Regions from separate parts of the Hordeum vulgare genome. Here region 1 is linked to region 2. The links are chromatin contacts, called in public Hi-C maps. All regions are on one chromosome and are shown on one strand. The core of a region is the stretch at or near the end of the contact, and the rest is flanking DNA. Distances in the headings are between cores, read along the strand shown.

Evidence for each region. Hi-C and Micro-C count contacts between places; a contact is called where the count stands out from the background.
Region 1: a contact with region 2 is called in a Hi-C map of leaf, with 5 times the contacts expected there. The contact joins two enhancer-like sites. A contact is called at or near these places in 3 of 6 Hi-C or Micro-C datasets (leaf and seedling).

The regions. Positions count from the first base shown.
Region 1 is chr3H:605,455,990-605,461,230 of MorexV3_pseudomolecules_assembly, reverse strand. No RefSeq gene overlaps it. Among protein-coding and RNA genes, the nearest start is that of LOC123442224, 17 kb to the right of the region's middle. Within about 2 kb of position 2,515, at least 2 of the 3 cell types and tissues checked have open chromatin away from gene starts, as enhancers often do. A contact at or near this core is called in leaf, where this site is marked.
Region 2 is chr3H:605,402,496-605,407,999 of MorexV3_pseudomolecules_assembly, reverse strand. It overlaps the pseudogene LOC123441043. Among protein-coding and RNA genes, the nearest start is that of LOC123442224, 37 kb to the left of the region's middle. Within about 2 kb of position 2,904, at least 2 of the 3 cell types and tissues checked have open chromatin away from gene starts, as enhancers often do. A contact at or near this core is called in leaf, where this site is marked.

The DNA.
Region 1 (5,241 bases), core at 1,266-3,765, 54 kb before region 2:
TTGTGAGATGTGCATATAGTCTTCAAGTGGTTGCGTGGGTGCTTCTATTGCGTTGCTCCATCATTCGATTTTCAAGATTTGCTTCCTTCTATGCGTGACCGTAGAACTGGAATAGTGTGATCCACATGAACCCAAATTTCGATATTATTATCACGAACATTTTCATGACCAATTTCGATGGTTATATCCATGTCCTCCAGAAATCCGTACACCTTGCATAATACTTTCCAAGTAGAACAACCAAAATATGTGTGATCCGCTGCATTTTTTAGCTTAACATCAAAAGGGAAAAGGTTCGTGTTTAGGTGATCTTTCTTAGTCTCCGGACTCTCCCTATCTTGAAAATGGAACTTGTCCAAGACATGAATTCTTGCATGGAAGGAAATGAACAAGTCGAATTGTACAAAAGAAAATTACAGGTTAATTATAGCAAAAAAGCAAACGCCATGCTTCATTACAAAAAACATCCCATCTTTACATACCATAATATTTTCGTAGTCGTCCTTTAGCTTGACGGTGAAGGACGTAACATTTTCTAGGTGAGGATAACGGTCGCATATACCACTGTCGTCGGTGCACCTATCACACTCAAGGATCCCCTTGTCGTGAGACATTTTTTGTGTTCATGACTCAAAGATTAAAAATCAACGGTAATTATACCAGAAACGGGTATAATAATACCAAAATCATCGCATTGATCACTATTCAGCATGGGTTGTCTTTCAGTCTGTCGAGTCTCCATTGAAAAACTCTGATCTCAGGTGATGTATATGATGGGCACTCCCTCAAATTGATATCACGATCCCCGGTAATGGTCGCTCGTCTCCTTCTTGTCGTGCATTGTTAATGTGTCTATCATGACAAAGGATGACAAACGATCCCCAGGACAACAATCAACAATCTTCCTCATTGGTATAATGGACACTCCCTCACATTGATATTACGACTTTCGGTGCTGCTCGCTCCTCCATTCGTTCCCAAGTGCATTACAAAAATGTCTAGCACACGAGATCGAAGAAGAAACGACCCCATGACAACAGTCGGGGATTCGGTCTTCTCCCCTCGCTGAATGTGTCACACAAGTACCCCAAATAGACTCAAAGTCAACCCAAACCATCAATTGTTTAACATTGGAAATATCGAGTAATGAACTAAGTTTCAGCGTGACCTTTTCTACAGACGGTGCATATATCGAGCACCTGAAATTTATTGGAACATAAATGAATTAATATTTTGACAAAACATACGCACTCGTAGGTGTTCTCGGCACAATTATACTTAAAATGCTAAATTTTCTAAAGGTGTCAATTTTTTCCATAGCAATATTATCATGATGAAGTACTTAACCACTCAATCAAAATAAACTTCGTCTCATTGTTCTCTCTTTTATTTCATCCACCAATCTATCTATGTAATAACAAAGTAAACGAGATTCTAAAAAAAAGCGAAGTACATCATGATCCATCAATCCATCTAACCATATATCCCTGCATCCATCCATCCATCCATCCATCTAATATCCATCTAAATGCATCCATCCATCTAAAAAAACAAAACCTAAAACTACTCATTGGACGAAAGCTAGGAAGGGGCTCACGGTGGGGGCATGGACGAGCCGGAGAGGGCGCGCGCAGGGCCGGCCGACCCTCGCGGGGAGGGCCGGGACGGTGGAGAGTCGGGCTGTCCGGATACGTCCTTGGACGAGCCCGGACGCGTCCGCGAACGTATAAAGCGTCGAATTTGCCCAGCCCAGCTGTTGGTGCTCTAACTACCCAGGTTGTAGTATGGATTTTTCATTTGTCTTTGTCTATATATATAATCATGCTAACTTTTGACTAGTCAGAATATAGCTACATTTCCGAACAACTTCTTATTTGATAGGTTTAACTAACCTGCATGCTTGTGTAGTGTGCGTGCGTCTATATGAATGCCAACATTTAGTTACAATTGTTATTTAATATTATGTATAGATATAGGCTATGTTTGGATCCATGGGTTAGAGTTAGACTTTGTTAGATTGAACCAAACTATCCCCAAAACATCCACACAGGAGGTTAGAGTTGGTTAGATGCATCCAATCCATCCAAAAAATAACCAACCCAAGAGGTATTTATTTGGGTTAGAGTTAGGTGGGGCCAGAAAAATTACTTTTCCCTTTACCTCCACCACACCAAATCCTGGTTAAAGAAGTCAAATGATTGGAAAAAGCGATTTGACTGGCAATCTAACCCTGTCATCCAAACATCTCTTTGGTAGAGTTAATTTAAGGTTGGCCTAAGGTTAGAATATAATTCTAACATCTAACCGACTTAGAGTATCAAACAAGGCCATAGATAGATTGGTCGAAGCATTAATTCAGTACTGTGCAACTTGACTTTTCTTTCTTTTGGAGTATTTGCAACTTGACTTGTCGGACCACAACTCTGGTAGATGGACGTACTACTGGACCATCATAATTCTAGCTACAAGCCATACTGGACTACGACGTTAGTTTCATCTTTCATGTCAGGTACAGCAACGATGTGGGCTCCGTTGCTTTTCTTACTGGGCACTATCTCCCGCCGCCCGTAGAGGTCGCCACAGAATGTAGGGGACCCGATGGAAAGTGTTGGCCGCTTCCTTATTGCCAAATCGTGTGCTTCTACACACGGCTAGTTTTGTGAAAAATAAAGAAAGCTACAGTGTACTCAGAAACACACATGATTTGCAAATATTATAGGTGCACGCTACTTTGAAAGTAATGCAAACAACTAAGAATATAGTCCTTAAAACCAAAAACTGAGAATACAATCAAAGCTTTTTTTTCTACAGATATACAATGAAATCTTGAAGACATCTTCTCCATGGTACTAATCTTTGCAAGATAAAATACCACAGACACTTCAGAAAGAGAATGCATTTATACCGAAGCATCGGTATATATTGCAACTGATTCACCAGCACGAACTTGCTAACCAATAAAGATTTCGGGAGTTACCCATGCAAAACGTGGAGATGATGAGGGTGATAAAGGTCCTTGAGCCGGGATGATCCCTTGGAAGTGCTCGCCGTCGAACCACAAATTCTTCATCATAAAGTTGCGAGATAATAAGGCTCTCTCAGGATGCATACCTCCATGTCCTGCCCAAACAACCAGCGTAATATTATTAACAAAAGACCGGGACAATCACTGTATACTGACAAAGACTGATTTTTTTTAAGATGGCATCCGGAGGCAAGGGGCCAAAATTTGTCCATGGAAAGGGTCTAGGGGTGCTACTGTTAAAGATGCCAGGGCCGTAGCACTTCTTTGGGTTTTAACTTGTGTAGATCAAGAAGTCCATGGGCTCGTTTGAAAAATCAACGTATACAAGAGGCCGCCTCATTGTCTCATTATTAGTCATGGCATGCATACGAAATTAGGGGGTGTTTCTTTCCAGGGACTTTTTGGTGTAGGGACTACAAAAAGTCTCTTTTAGTCCCATGTGAAAGAAACAGGAGAGACTTTTAGGGACTAAAGTGGGGTAGTTGGGACTAAAGGAAGAAGTCCCTATGGGAGGGACTTTTTGGGACTTTTTTGGCTCTTTTCCTAACAATGCCACTACTTTTAGCATGCTATTTAATAACTTGTAGTATATTACTAGGGGTAACATGGTCTTTTTACATGTCATTTAATGACCTCTAGTCTATGTTTAGTCCTTGGAAAAAAACAGGTAGGGACTAGAGACTTTTTAGTTGGGACTAAAAAAAGTCCTAGGACTTTTTAAAGAAACAGGGCCTTACTCCCTCCATTCCTTGAACAAAGGGGGTAATGAAGTGGTCCTGTTATGCATTCACATAGTAGGGCTGCTCCCTCATAGGAATATGTCTGCTAGTCATCAATGCGTGCTCTGCATTGGCTAAGAATTTATGGAAGTTTATGATTTTGTACTCTATTCGTCTCAAAATAAGTGACTCAAAAATGACTCTACTTTATACTAAAATTAGTATAAAACTGTGTCATTTTTGAGTCACTTATTTTGAAACGGAGGGAGTATATTGGAAGTTTTTATATATGTGTTATTTTCTTCAAATACTCTCTCCTTGTTCCCTTGTTTGAGATATTCAGGTCAGGTCCTGACATTTCAGGGGCCCTGCCCTAGACAATATAAAGGGTCCCTAAAGCCACTTAAACATATGAGTATTTGTTTTCCTATTTGAACTGCAAATAAATACTGAGTAAAGTATAAATTATGTTGCCTTGTCATCAACTATCCAAAAACCAGCTGTAAACACTGATATTAAAAGTTGTGGGATCTTATCAATGGACACCTATATTTTTTGTATTATTATTTGGTGAATTAGTAACAATTTTGTACTTAATCAATATATTCTCGTCTTGTAATTTGTCGCTAGGTTGTTTTTCCAACAAGAACTAAAGCTAATTCCTCTGGTTTCGCAGCACTAGAAGTTTTCATATCTGTCATAAAAAAATTCAATAGCTCCTTTCGAGGCCTCAATCAACTCAGTGCATGTTTTTTTCTCCTTACCAGATCGATACCAACAATCTTGCTAATTAGCACACAAACATATAATGCGTGAAATTACGAAGAGTGCTAATTAAATAAAACTGCAAAATTTGCATGGAATAAAGTACCTGGATAGCTAGAAAATCGGAAATTTCAAGAATTTTACAATGCTCAGGAAGCACGATGAGGTGACTGAGCAGCACAGCGACGAGGCCAAAGAGGCAGACGTCGACGGCTCCGACGGGTTCGCGTGGCCAATGACGACGAGGCAGGCGGTTCCGGCATGGTAGTCATCAACTCACCTCCGGTAGGGAGTAGGTAATATTTTTGGTTTGTATTGTTTATTAGCAATCATTTGCATCGTAACAAAAATCCATTGTTAAGAAAATCATTAACTGGTAGCTATTCGGTTGGATGACGAGTCGAAGATTAATAAGCTAATCGGCAAGTTAATCGATCATTTAATCAATTAATTGGATGATTTATCAGTTTATCGGCTATTCGATGACCCTACGAATAGGAAATAATTGGCAAGTTAATAATGGATGAATTTTTAAACAGGCAAAAATCTATTAACTAGTAAAATAGCTCAGTTTCCGCCTAGTTTGGAGAATACGGTTGGATGGCATCCGTCATCCGACATCCTAGTTTATCAGCTACTTTGGAAGCATCCGTTTGATGAACACCAACGATGCCCTTACAATGGTGTGAAAAAATTGTTGCCGCCCGTCTAGGCAGAGGGTCCTCAGGCGCA
Region 2 (5,504 bases), core at 1,655-4,154:
AACGGATAGAGTACAATTGAAGAGATTCTTGAGCTAACACTTGAAGATATGGATACACATGAGCAATGGGCATATGTTACTGGCTTCCGCTACAACTGGAAGCTGGGCTCTTGTCAAAACCAAGATGCCCTGATGCACGACAAAACTGTAGCGTTGATCTTAAATTTGTGCTTATAATTTCCATCTACTTTTAATGTTAAAGAATTCTAGAGCTTATACTCTTTGCTAAAAGTATGCTTGTTATTATTTTTTTTTTTTTGGTTGTTGTCTTTGTTAAGCCCCGCCTTTTAATAGATGAGACTGAAAGGAAAGATAAATCTTTCCATTAGTACTCCCTCCGTTCCAAAATTCTTATGTTTGGTTTGTTTAAAAATGAATGTATCTAAATATTAATACATGATTAGATACATTCATATCTAGACAAATAAAAAACAAGAATTTTGATACGGAGAAAGTATCTGCATGGGTCCATTATCCTCACATATATAGCTTTAGATGAACAATTTCTTTTCTTTAATAGGAAAGGATTATTATTTTTGCCCACTTCTTTCGTCTCAAAAGATATAAAGTTGTACAAAGCTAAGATGTTATTTTGGTACGGAGAGGGTAGTAGACTAAAAACAGGCCGATGTGCATGGTTCAATTGGAACAGGTGAACAGAAAGTACCTTTATTTCAGATTAACAACAAGCAGATTAGGGCTCTGATGAAAAAACTGACAAGGAAAGAAAACCACGAAAGGATTTCAAATGGCAAAATTGCTAGTACATACTAGTCGGTCATGCATGTCGTTTGACTAGAGTTTCCTCGGATTCGTAGATTTTCGTTTCTTGCTGCCTTGATCTGTCGCTGTGAACTTGAAGACAGTGGCGGTTGCCAGGGCAGGAGGATAAGGAGGACGAGGAGGAGGAGAAGGAGGACGAGGAGGAGGAGGAACGTGTTTGTCGATGTGGATGGTGACCGGGACAGCGTCGCCAGACAAATACGCTTTCGGCACAGAGAGAGACGTGACCTCGTCTGGCCATGGCGTGCCACCGGGCAAGAAGTTGCTTGTCATCACCGGCAACTCTAACGTCACCCTCGCGCCACTGCCGGTGTGCTCCACGGCGAGCTTGTACGAGAACTGGGGCGCGCCCGGTGCATCGTCATCAGCCCTCACACACACCAGCGACACCACGGTGCTGTTGTCGCGGTCGTCCAGGACCACCAGGAACACGTTTCGCTGCCGGTCGGCCATATCATCCTCGCCGACGAGGACGTGCCAGCGCCGGGTAAAGGGCAGGCTGAGCTTCCCCGGCTGCCCGTAGCGGACGACGAAGATGGGGCGGGAGTGTTCCGTGGAAATGTGGTCGAGCAGCATCTGCCGGGAGCCGGAGAAGTCGCAGCCGCCTTCGCCGCCACCGGGCCCGGGCCCGGCGCGCCCGGGCAGTAACAGGGCGCGTGCTGGCAAGCGCGGCGGTGGTCCGAGCCGTCGTGGTAGACGATGAGGCCCGCCTCGCAGCCGAACTTGACGTGGTCGCACGGCAGCTTGACGGCGCCGGCGCAGGCGTCTGCCAGGGGGCAGTGGGCGGCGACACGGCCGCAGTCCTCGCCGTGCGCACCGCCGCAGAACGAGCACATCAGGTGCCCGTCGTCGCACTGCGAATTTTAAAAAAATTATATAAGGATCAACACCACTGCGAAGTAATAATCCCCATGCATGACGCTAATCGATCTGCAAACAAGCTAGTCCAAGATTCAAGTGAATAATTTAGTCAGTACCGAGAAGATAGGCGGTTGGAGCGGGAGGTGGCAGGCATGGCAGTCCAAGAGCTCCCGCGCCTTGCTTTTTTCGAAGATGAGGAAGGACGCCACGTCGTGGACGGGATGCAGCTGGGCTTCAACGTGTACCATGGCCAGAGCTCCGTCTTCTCCTCCTCCGCCGCCGCCGGGGCTGCCATGACTCATTTCTTCTGCCAGGTCAAAGGTCACACGCGCCAATGATGCTGGAGATTATATATATGGACGCCGGGCCGAGTGGAGAACTGAACGGCCGAATGATCAACTATGGGGCTCCACATTACTCCGATGGCATTCAAACTCCGATTGACGGCGCGTTTCGATTTCCGGTGTACTCCCTCCGTTTCTTTTTAGGGTGAATTCCGCTTTTTACCCTGTAGTTGTACATTTTTGACACTAATTACCCCCATCGAGTGGCAATTCGTCTATAATATTCCTTTTGGAAGTTTTGACACTTGTTTTCTGATGCGTGTCCATCAGGCAAGGTATGATGTGACGCATAGGATCCAAAAATATATGGACGAGAAATGAAACAGATGGACAAGAGAAACCTCGACATCATCGTCAACGATGTCCTTTGATCTTTAAAGATTTTTCTACGAATCATTAACGCAGCATGCCGATCCTATCTTACATAAACAATAAAAATGTAAATCCGAGGAAATACCGTGTTAAAAGTCACTAAAATCTGATATTTTTAATAAAAAATCATTAAATGGGTTAATATCTGTCATAAATGTACAACTATAGGGTAAAAAGCGAAATTCGGTCTTCTTTTTACTCCGCGTATAAGATTTAGTCAAAATCAAACAACATAAAGTTTGATCAAATTTATATCAAAAAATATGAATATCTACTATATTAAAATTATATAGTATGAAAATACACCTCGTGGTGCATCTGATAATATTGATTTCATGTTGTGAATGTTGATATTTTTTAATATAAAGTTAGTCAAACTTTACAAAGCTTGACTTTAACCAAACCTTATATTCAGACTAAAAAAACGGAGGGAGTACTTCCCTAGTGGCGTGTGTGGTGAGTACTACGAATTAATTCCATGGATGGAGACCTGGACCGACGGCGAGATGAGATACTCGAAAATGGAGTGGATGCATGCATGCACCCATACACCAGACCTACATGTCAAGTATTTTGGACCTACATGCCAAGTGGCACATTAATGCACGGCTATCTAGCCGAGACCATCATGAATTGGTACCCAACAAGTGACGAAATGGGCACGGAAAACTCTCACAGGCCATGAATACCTAACAAGTGAGGGGTTTGACATACCTCAAAACATAAAAAGATCCCAATTTTATAAAGCAGTGATCAAACGTAAGCACATGTTTAGATTTGGCACAAAATTCAAGATCCATAATGGGAAGTCCGCAAAACTTGGGTTGGACCAGGGGTGCCGCGACCAGATGCTTCAGCAGACTTTTCCTAGGTTGTTTGCCGTTCAAAAATGTTGTTACAGTCACTATATGTTGGTTAAGGGGTAGTGGGTTCCTCATTTCATAAGGACGTTTGGGGAGTGGGAGGCCCAGGAGTGGCAAGGGTTGTCATAGACCCTGAGTGGTGGACACATATCGAAAGGCCGAGATATTATCTTGTGGGGGCTCGAACCTTCAGTAATGTTCTCCACAAGATCGCTTTACAAGGAAGTATTTAGGGCCCTCCTCCGTACGATTTGACGGGCATTTGGAAAGCCCGCATCCGGGCAAAAGTCAACAACTTACTGGGGAAGGTGGCTAGGAATCATATCCCAAGTCTAGACTAAGTGCTTAAGGCTGGTCACAATGGGGAGGAACTTAGCAGTAACATCACACACTCCAATACAACTTTGCTTATGTGACACGTATTTAGTGAACAGAGAGGTGCTTGTGGTAACTAGCTAAGTTACCGGAACATCACACACTCCAAGAAACAATGAGTCTATAGCCTAATAAATGCATTGTTGCATGACACTACATACATGTTACTTTCCATTATGGAGGTAGGAACATAGTCTAGGAAAGCGTGTAGGTTCCTACCTTATGTTACTCTCCATTGTGACCAGCCTAAATGGCACAGGGCGGGCGATGACCAACGTGTTCGATGAGACCAAGATAGTAATCGAAACCATATTTCCTTCAGATGCATTATAGATAGATTTACAAGGGTTGTTTTGCGGGAGGCCATGGGGTGTTCATGGAACCCTGCTGCTTTTTCTGATTTCCTTAGGTTGGCTTAGTGTACGATACGCAAGGACCGTAAACTGGCGTTGGTGGGCTTCGTTGCCCTTGCATGTACGTTATGGACATCTGGCAAAAACAAAGTGCTTATATAGAGGGGAATTGTTTCGACATCCGACTGACCTACTGTTTGAACTGATGGTATTTTTGCTGCTTTGAAATTTTTGGGTGAGACAATAGGACCATCCTTAGATGGAGTTGTTCACGACTCATATCTGATCATGCTGCACTGAGGTTGCGGCGACCGACGAGCAGGGACATCACGGATATGGAGCCCCCCAGTCTCCGTCGGGGGCTACATCCTACATGCGTCATCATTTGATGGCATGCGTATCTCACCGATGTCAGCTTGAGCCGTGGTGCAATGTCTGGTCATTACTGCTATCAAACTTCTTTGTTTTTCCCTTTCTGCAACTCTAGTTTAACACTACAGTGTAACTTGTATAGTATACATTTTGATAGCACAGAGATAGCACGTTATTAAGGGCCTTATTCTAATGTCAGGTGTTTGCCTCCGTTCTAGAAAAAAAACATGATTTGAATGGAGCATGGGATCTCCGGCAAAGCATGCATGCATGCATATATACCATATAAAAAATTGGGAGAGGAAGAGGGGGCATTTCATTACTTAGAGCAGCCCTCCACTCCTTACGTTTCAACCCTCAACTACATATACATGCGGATGCGCGTAGAGCTTCACTTTGGCAACTCCAAGAAAATTAGCCCGTGCGAAGGTAACTCGTTCGGTGCTACTCCGGCTATGATCCATTCATTAGAGGGGAGCTGCGGAGGGCTGGTGAACAGGGCCTAATTGATCATAGTGTTACAATCTTTCATAATGAGAATGCTTCATCAAGAACAAAACACATACAAGGGAAAATCAGGTTCTCAAATGGCTATGCAAACTTGTGCGGGCCCCTGAGAGCCACTCTGCATTTCTCTTGTTCTCTCCGGCAGTATACTGTTACACCAGCTTACAATGGGGTGAAAAATCTTCTGAAGCCTACATGAATTCGTACGACCAGAGTTTCGAGTAATGGTGTTCTCTAATGTCCCAGATGGCATGTAGGTCCAAAATACTGGACATAATTATTGGTAAGATGGCCATACTGGGCACGATGGTTTTGGCTAGATGGCCGTACTAGGCCACTAGGTACACCTGGATCTGAGGAAAATTCCACAGACTATCAAATATTATGGTCAATTTTGCATAGAACACTTGCAAATAGGATTTATTGCACAAAACACCATCTATGGATGTAATCTGTTGTGATTGACTTTATTTTTTTAATATGTTATAGAACACCAACAGGACCCCCCCCCCCCCCCCCCCCTTCTTTCTGCTGTGAACTTCCTGCTAATTATCCGGCTTCTTCCTGGCTCCCGTTTGTAAGCGCACGTCATGGCAAAATAATAGGCCATATACTCCCTTCGTTTCTAAATAATTGTATTTATAGTTCTTCTGAAATACTCTCTCCGTTCTGAA